2 separate regions of the Mus musculus genome follow, and region 1 is linked to region 2. Evidence: chromatin contacts called from public HiChIP or PLAC-seq data. All regions are on one chromosome and are shown on one strand. Each heading gives the region's core, a stretch centred on a gene start, on an enhancer-like site or on the middle of the called end of the contact. The rest is flanking DNA. Distances are from core to core; before and after follow the strand shown. Region 1 overlaps Itprid2 (ITPR interacting domain containing 2). Region 2 has its middle 13 kb from the start of Gm37004.

Region 1 (3,573 bases), core at 150-2,649, 710 kb after region 2:
GTTATGTACCGTTTTTCCATAGCACAGCCATGTTGAGAAAAACTCCAATTGAGGTGTTTTCAGGATGTATTTAGGAACGTTTTAGGAAATAGATGAGGCTGACAGGAAACTGTGGAAATGTAGAATTTTTAAGAGCTGGTTGAGAGTAGCACAGTGCTAATTTGGGAATGCATTATCAATTTACTCCAGGAAATGTACACCCCCAATGGAGAAGCTAGAGAAAGCACCCAAGGAGCTGAAGGTGTCTGCAACCCTATAGGTGGAACAACAATATGAACTAATTAGTACCATCTGGAGCTCGTGTCTCTAGCTGCATATGAATCAGAAGATGTCCTAGTCGGCCATCACTGGAAAGAGAGGCCCCTTGGTCTAGCAAACTTTATATGCCCCAGTACAGGGGAACGCCAGGGCCAAGAAGTGGGAGTGGGTGGGTAGGGGAGCAGGATAGGGGACTTTCAGGATAGCATTTGAAATGTTTATAAAGAAAATATCTAATAAAAAAAGCCTTTACAAAGAGCTATTTGGAGGTGAAGCTATATCATTGGAAAGCAAGAGAGGAAGAAGGCATGTAGTATTTAGCATTTAGATATCTGGACGTGATTGCTGCCTCATATCTATGTGATTTTGTCTCTGTCTGTTTGTTTGTTTTATTCTTTTTCTCTATTTTACATTTTTCAACACCCCATTCCATCCATCCCCCACCTCAAGTTGCTGCAGGACTAGGCACATTCTTTCCCACTGAGGCCAGACAAAGGCTCACAGCCAGGCAGGCAGGTAGGCAGGCAGGCAGCAGGCAGGTAGCAGGCAGGCAGCAGGCTCAGGGACAGTCCTTCCTCCAGTTGTTTGGGGGGCTCACATGAAGGCCAAGCTGCTCATCTACTACATAGGTGCAGGGGGCCTAAGTCCAGCCTGTGGTTGCACTTTGGTTGGTGATTCAGTCTGTGGGAGCCCATAAGGGTCCAGGATAGTTAACTTTGTTGGTCTTTGCTGTCCTCTTTGGGTCCCTCAGTCTTTCTCCTAACTGTAAGAATCCCCAAGTTCCGTCTGTTTGGGTGTGAGTCTCTGCTCTGTTTCCATTGGCTGTTGGGTACAGCCTCTCTGAGATCAGGTATGCTAGCTAGGTTACTGTCTACAAGTATAACAGAGTATTAGTAATAGTGTTGGGATTGGTGCCTGCCCATCTGTCTGACTTTTTTCAGCCATAAAATGAGATGTATACTTTCTCTGTGTGTATGTGCATGTATGGGTGTTTATTTGTGCATGGATGTGTGCATGCATGTGGATGCTAGAGGATAACCTCAGATGGCATCCTCAAGAGGCTTGTACATTGCTTTATGAGACAGGGTCTCTCACTGACCTCAAGTTCAGTTCCAGAGCCACCTGGCTCTGCCTCCCCAGTGTCTAATTATAAGCACATGTCACTGAGGTTTTCGCTTTCCTGTTTTTCGTTTGTTTTGTTTTTCCCATGGGTTCTGGGGATCAGATTCAGATTCGCCTGCTTGCATGGTAAGCACTACACTTACTCAGCCACTTCCCCAACTGAAGGTGAAAGTTCTTACCTAAGTGAGACAGGAGACAAGGGCAGCAGGTGACAAGTAACACTAAAAAAAAAGTAGAGCAAAGGGCTGTTTGATGTATGTTATAATATTTAAACTTTGAGTATCACTAAATGAGATTGTCTTCTGTCTACTGAAAATGTGTGTTAGGTTAAACTTGTGTAGATATTCTGTTTTTAGTTGGTAGAAACAGGCAGAGCATCTCTGCCTGAGTCTTGCTTTGCCACTTACAGGTTTTCTTAGCATTAAGAACAGGAATGAGTCCTGCTGACTTCCTGCCAGCCTCACATTTAGTCCGCAGGCTGCTGTGCGAAGTGACTTATGAGAAGCTCTATCATACTTTCCCAAAGAATTGTGATGGCACAGGAAATGGTGGCACATGCCTTTAATCCCAGGACCCAGGAGACAGAGACAGCTTGGTCTTTGTGAGTTCAAGGCCAGCCTGGTCTATAGAGCAAGGTCCAGAACAGCCAAAGTTACACAGAGAAACCCAGTCTCAAAAAAAAACCAAAATAATTAAAAAAAAAAAAAAGACGTAAAGTGATTTTTTTCGTAATGCCTTCGGCTGGGTTGTGCTACACAGGACTCTGATGTGACACAGGGGGTGGGCTTTCCTACCAGGTGTCTCTTCTGTGCTTGTCACTTGTACACTGTGGCCTTCTGTGATTTAGCTGACTGCCACAATTAAGCGGTATGTACTTTATCTGAAAACAGGAAAAATAGCGTGGTCATATTGTTCAATGCATATTTTTCGTTTTCCATTGTAGATTAAAGAGTCTATTGTTGGGGAAATTCGACGAGAAATTGTAAGTGGACTTTTGGCAGCAGTGTCTTCAAGTAAAGCACCTGGTCCTAAGCAGGACAGCCACTGAGCGGACGCCTTCGGTAACGTTTGTCATGTCTTACACATTGACACTTGATTCACAAGTCTTTGCTTTCTTAGGGAAGCTGTTAGAACTAGCTAAACTTGTATTTTTAAAATAGATGTCATAGTTGTCCTACAGTATGAAAACCATATGCAACCCATATGTATAAACAATTCAATTTAAGAACAGAATTGCCTGCAGTGTATTCTTACATAGAAAGTCCTTATAGTAAATAAATCCTGGAGTTGGACTGTAGACCAGAATCTTACTTTAATATTAATTAAATTGTATTTCAAATGTACAATGTGTGGGCAAGAATTTGAGAATTAGTCAAAAAATTTTAATGCCTTACCTTATTATTTTTGTCATTTGAATAGATATTCTGTAGATCCATTTCTAATCATAATTTATTAAGGATTGTTTTATGTGACTTACTACAATAATAGCTATAACTGTATTTTATAAATTATATATATATTTTATTAATAGCAATGTTTATTGAACACACCAAGGAATAATAATGTGTACAACACTTTCAAAGCTGAAGGTGTTTATTCAGTGTTATGAAAAATGTTGATATATAATTTCAGCTATGAAAAGTAAGAAAATATTTTATAAATATTATGTCTTAGCAAATCATACAATTTCTTTTCAAAACCTAGGGTAAAATTATTAACTTTCAAAAATGTATAACACCCAGAAAATTGTGTATGTATATATATATATATATATATATATATATATATATATATATATATTAAGTGGATGGATAGATGATAGATAGATAGATAGATAGATAGATAGATAGATAGATAGAGAAACATCTATGCCATATATATGGATTTATTTGAATAACTTTCACATTTGTTTTAAAGAACTTTCAAAATAGTATTTAAAGAATGTTTAATATTCATTTTTCCTTCTTTTTAGGGTTGAGATGGATCCCATTAACTAATATAGGCATTGTCAGTGATTTATGCTGGTGGAGGTGTTGTTTGTCCTATGGAAGATATTTTCTACTGAGCTGGGCTACTGTACACAATGGACAGTGTGCATTTCTGTACAGGTTACGGTTCTATGCATAAACATTTTAGAAAACAAACATAGAAACTTAGGCACTTTGCTGACTCCTTTCTGAACTATCAGACTGG
Region 2 (3,390 bases), core at 126-2,625:
GTTGCTGTCCCAGTGCCCTCCCTTCCCGGTCCTAATCATTGTAGCCAGGAACTGAAGTCCTAACACCTTGAATCTCCTCACACAAATGTGCCTCGGCCAGGCTCTCCACATCAAGACTGGGGGTAACATAGTTTCAATTTTTCATCACCTGGTTCTATGGCATTTACAGATAACCTTGCTCCTTTGGATTACTGAATGTCTTCTTTTAAAAAGTTATTTGTTTTATTTTATGTGTATGAGAGTTTTGCCTACATGTGTGTCTGTGCACCACGTGCATGCCTGGTACCTGTAGAGGCCAGAGTTGGGTGTTAGATCTCCTGGAACTGTACTTACTCATGTCTGTGAGCTGCTTGCTATGTATGTGCTGGGAACTGAATCAGATCCTCTGCAAGAACAGCAAGTGCTCTTAACTGTTCAGCCATGTTTCCAGACCCCTGAATTTCTGTTTCTCTGGAAAAAGTGAAGCTTCAATCTTTGTCATTTTATAATAAATGTACACTTATATAAAAATATTCCATATGCTTCTTCCTATGGAAAACTGCCAGTGAGATTTTATTGTCTTAAAACTGCCACAGGTGGCGATTTCTTTTAATCATGCAGATATTCTAGATTTAAAATACATTTAGTCTTGAATACCTAATGCATTCATATAATTTAAGCTATAGTGTATCTCTTTTCATCTTTGCCTTCCAACTCATTTAGACCCCTGGGTCTTTCCTGTCATGGTACACATGTACATTATATATGATCTATAGAAGTGATAAACTGGAAAACACATCATTCCATGTAACTGCTTTTCCTCCAATAACTAACAGAGATGGTTCTGTATTAACCATAAAGGCCAGCTTGGTGCCTTACTCTATGAATATACCATGCTTTATGTAAAGAGCTCTACTTACCAACAATGACGGTATTCAAACAACCATATGATCTTGTGTTCATATCTGTAGACACACAGGCAAACATTCCTGCAGGTTCTAAGTTGTGAGATAAGTCCTTACAAATTCAGCTGTATTTTAAAATCCAGACATTTGTTATGTCGATTGTAAAATTATCATATCTATAGAAATACACCATGCAAATGATTCAAAATAACATCTTCATTTTAACTGGTATTAGCCATGGGTTTTCTGCATTTCCTTTTTTATGATCTGGAAATTATATGTATATGTAGTTTTGTTTTTTATATTCTTCTTTTCTCTCCCTGTTTTCTTTTTCATTTTTCTCCTGTTTTCTTTTTTCTATCCCTCTTTCTTCTTTCCTTTCCTCTTCTTCCAGATTACTTTCCTATTAATGATCAGGTTGAGAGCTATGTAACCACTAGATGGTGGTACAAGCACACAGGGAGAAATATTTTGTAAACAGACTAGGTATTAGTTTTGATTTCCTGCTTAGTTTTTAAATTGCTGTACACTTGGGCCCTCAAATGCCTCCTAAGGGACATCACTGTGGTCGCTGCTTAGTAGTTGAGCCAACATAACACTGATGTTGGGCTTTTATAGCAGCTGCCGTGGACCACTTTATGTTGATGGTGAGACTGTTTTTAGAATGCTCATTGCTTGCACGGATTAACTCTTCAGTAGGCATCTGTTAGGTTTCCTGAGTGATTTTAAGTGCTTGCTTATATTCTTGACTGATTTACAGAACCTACGATGTTGCAGTTGAGACCACTTAGAATTTATAATCTTGCTTTATTTAGTTGACTGAATTTTATGAAGAAATAGTAGTTCCCTAGCGATCTCCTACAATGACAAAAGGCAGCTACTTACTCTGGTTAGCCCGATCCACTGCAGTTCAGAGATTCATACAAACCTGTATCATCCATCATCATCTCAATGTATAAAATGTATTTTTAATATCTTGGAATTTGTGACAAAAGTACTTTTCTATGCGTGCACTGCATAATTTTTGATTTTGGGAAGTATATGTTTTCTCTGTGGGGAATGCATGGAAATCTGGGCTGTGAATGTTTGTATCAGTAAATTCTTCTTAAATCACAGAAGAAAAGAATCCTGTGACATTGAAGGGCATTTGCTTATAGAGCTACATGCTAAGCTTAGCATTTTAAACTCTTGAAAACCAGCTAAATGCAAGGCTGTGTGCTCAGCCCCTCTCCCCCACGCTCCACACCCCACTCTGCAAATGTTCTGTGCAGACAGGGTGTGGATTCCTTCTCCTGTTTGGCGGTGTCTCTATGTGGTTTGTGGGGATGGCTATATGATTCTTTCTTGCTCTGCGACAGCATGTTCCTGTCAATTGTCAAGTGCATGTGTTTTCCTGAGAGGCGCTCTTGCAAGCAAGTTCCCGCTTAAAAGCTTCTATGAGTCATTTCTTTGGGGACCAGTGTTGAGGCATATCACCCCATTTGCATCAGGGTTGCCTGACTTAGTAAAAAAGAAAAAAAGAAAGATTAACATTTTAGCTAAACTATCTGAAAGGTTTGGATAGTAATAAGGCTTTCTTACCACTTAATATGCCCTGGTGAAACTCTATGATCTGCTATGTAGTAACATTGTTAAACTGTTACACCTGGAAGGCTTCATTTAAGACATTTGCTGTCTAACTAAAAGGAGATGGTTTCTTGTTATTCATTCACACATAAGGGAAGGCAAAAATAATCACCGACTTGCATTCAACAAAACACGGAGTTAAGAGAAGCAGTCCCTAAGATGATGAGCCCATTGGCACCCTGCTCCATGAGGTAGAATCTACTGCAGCTGCGTCCTCAGTTTTATTAGGAAAGATAGCCCATTTTGTGATCTACGACGTTTAAATCAATTGAACTGTAGTGAAATCTCTCCCCTGAAATGGCTATTACACAGCTTGCAACCTTTTGTTCAAGAGATTAAGTTTGCATCTCCTCACATTATCTCCTTGTAATTGGAAAACTTTCATTTTGACGCAGAAAATGTGCCAGCGTCCCCGAGAGCCTTGCCACAAGCCAATGCAGAATGCCATCTGGAGGGTCCGTGCCCACATCAGGCGGCAGCCTCCTGTCGGGCAGGATCTGGAACTTTGCAACGAACAACTAATAACATCTTAAGCTCCATTTGTCTAGCTCATGAGTGCTCTTGGCAGAGGTCATAACCAGCAGTGGTTTTCTTGATTTGCTGCATCAAATGTAATTAGGTTAAAGCACTCACTGACAGAGCCTCTGATAATGGCATGAAAGCCTCAGGCTTGAATTTACCCATCCAGTCAAATTTAAGTTTAGAGCAGCAAAGATGTATTAATTTCATCACTGGGACAATGAATATTGGTAAACTTGAAAGGTATTTATTTGGAACAAAGCAGTTTTCCTTCCTTTGGATTTCATACGTCTTTGGTTTCTGTTTTAAAGTTGAATTGAATCAATGCATGTTCTGGTTCCTAGCTTCTGATAAAGTCGCT

What was found. HiChIP or PLAC-seq counts read pairs in DNA pulled down with a chosen protein or histone mark.
Region 1: a CTCF HiChIP or PLAC-seq map of large pre-B cells shows a contact between it and region 2, with 9 times the contacts expected there. The contact joins two enhancer-like sites. A contact is called at or near these places in 2 of 15 datasets of contacts at CTCF or cohesin (the NIH/3T3 cell line and large pre-B cells), 6 of 484 Hi-C or Micro-C datasets (B cells, the HL-1 cell line, Th1 cells and 2 more) and 1 of 115 datasets of contacts at active chromatin or transcription factors (CD8 T cells).

The regions. Positions count from the first base shown.
Region 1 is chr2:79,668,407-79,671,979 of GRCm38.p6, forward strand. Itprid2 (ITPR interacting domain containing 2) reads left to right here. Exons shown (of 18, transcript NM_080558.4): 17 at 2,324-2,441; 18 at 3,353-3,573. The coding sequence ends at 2,428. Among named protein-coding and RNA genes, the nearest start is that of Itprid2, 35 kb to the left of the region's middle. Within about 2 kb of position 1,400, at least 5 of the 459 cell types and tissues checked have an H3K27ac peak or open chromatin away from gene starts, as enhancers often do.
Region 2 is chr2:78,958,241-78,961,630 of GRCm38.p6, forward strand. No RefSeq gene overlaps it. Among named protein-coding and RNA genes, the nearest start is that of Gm37004, 13 kb to the right of the region's middle. Within about 2 kb of position 1,376, at least 37 of the 459 cell types and tissues checked have an H3K27ac peak or open chromatin away from gene starts, as enhancers often do.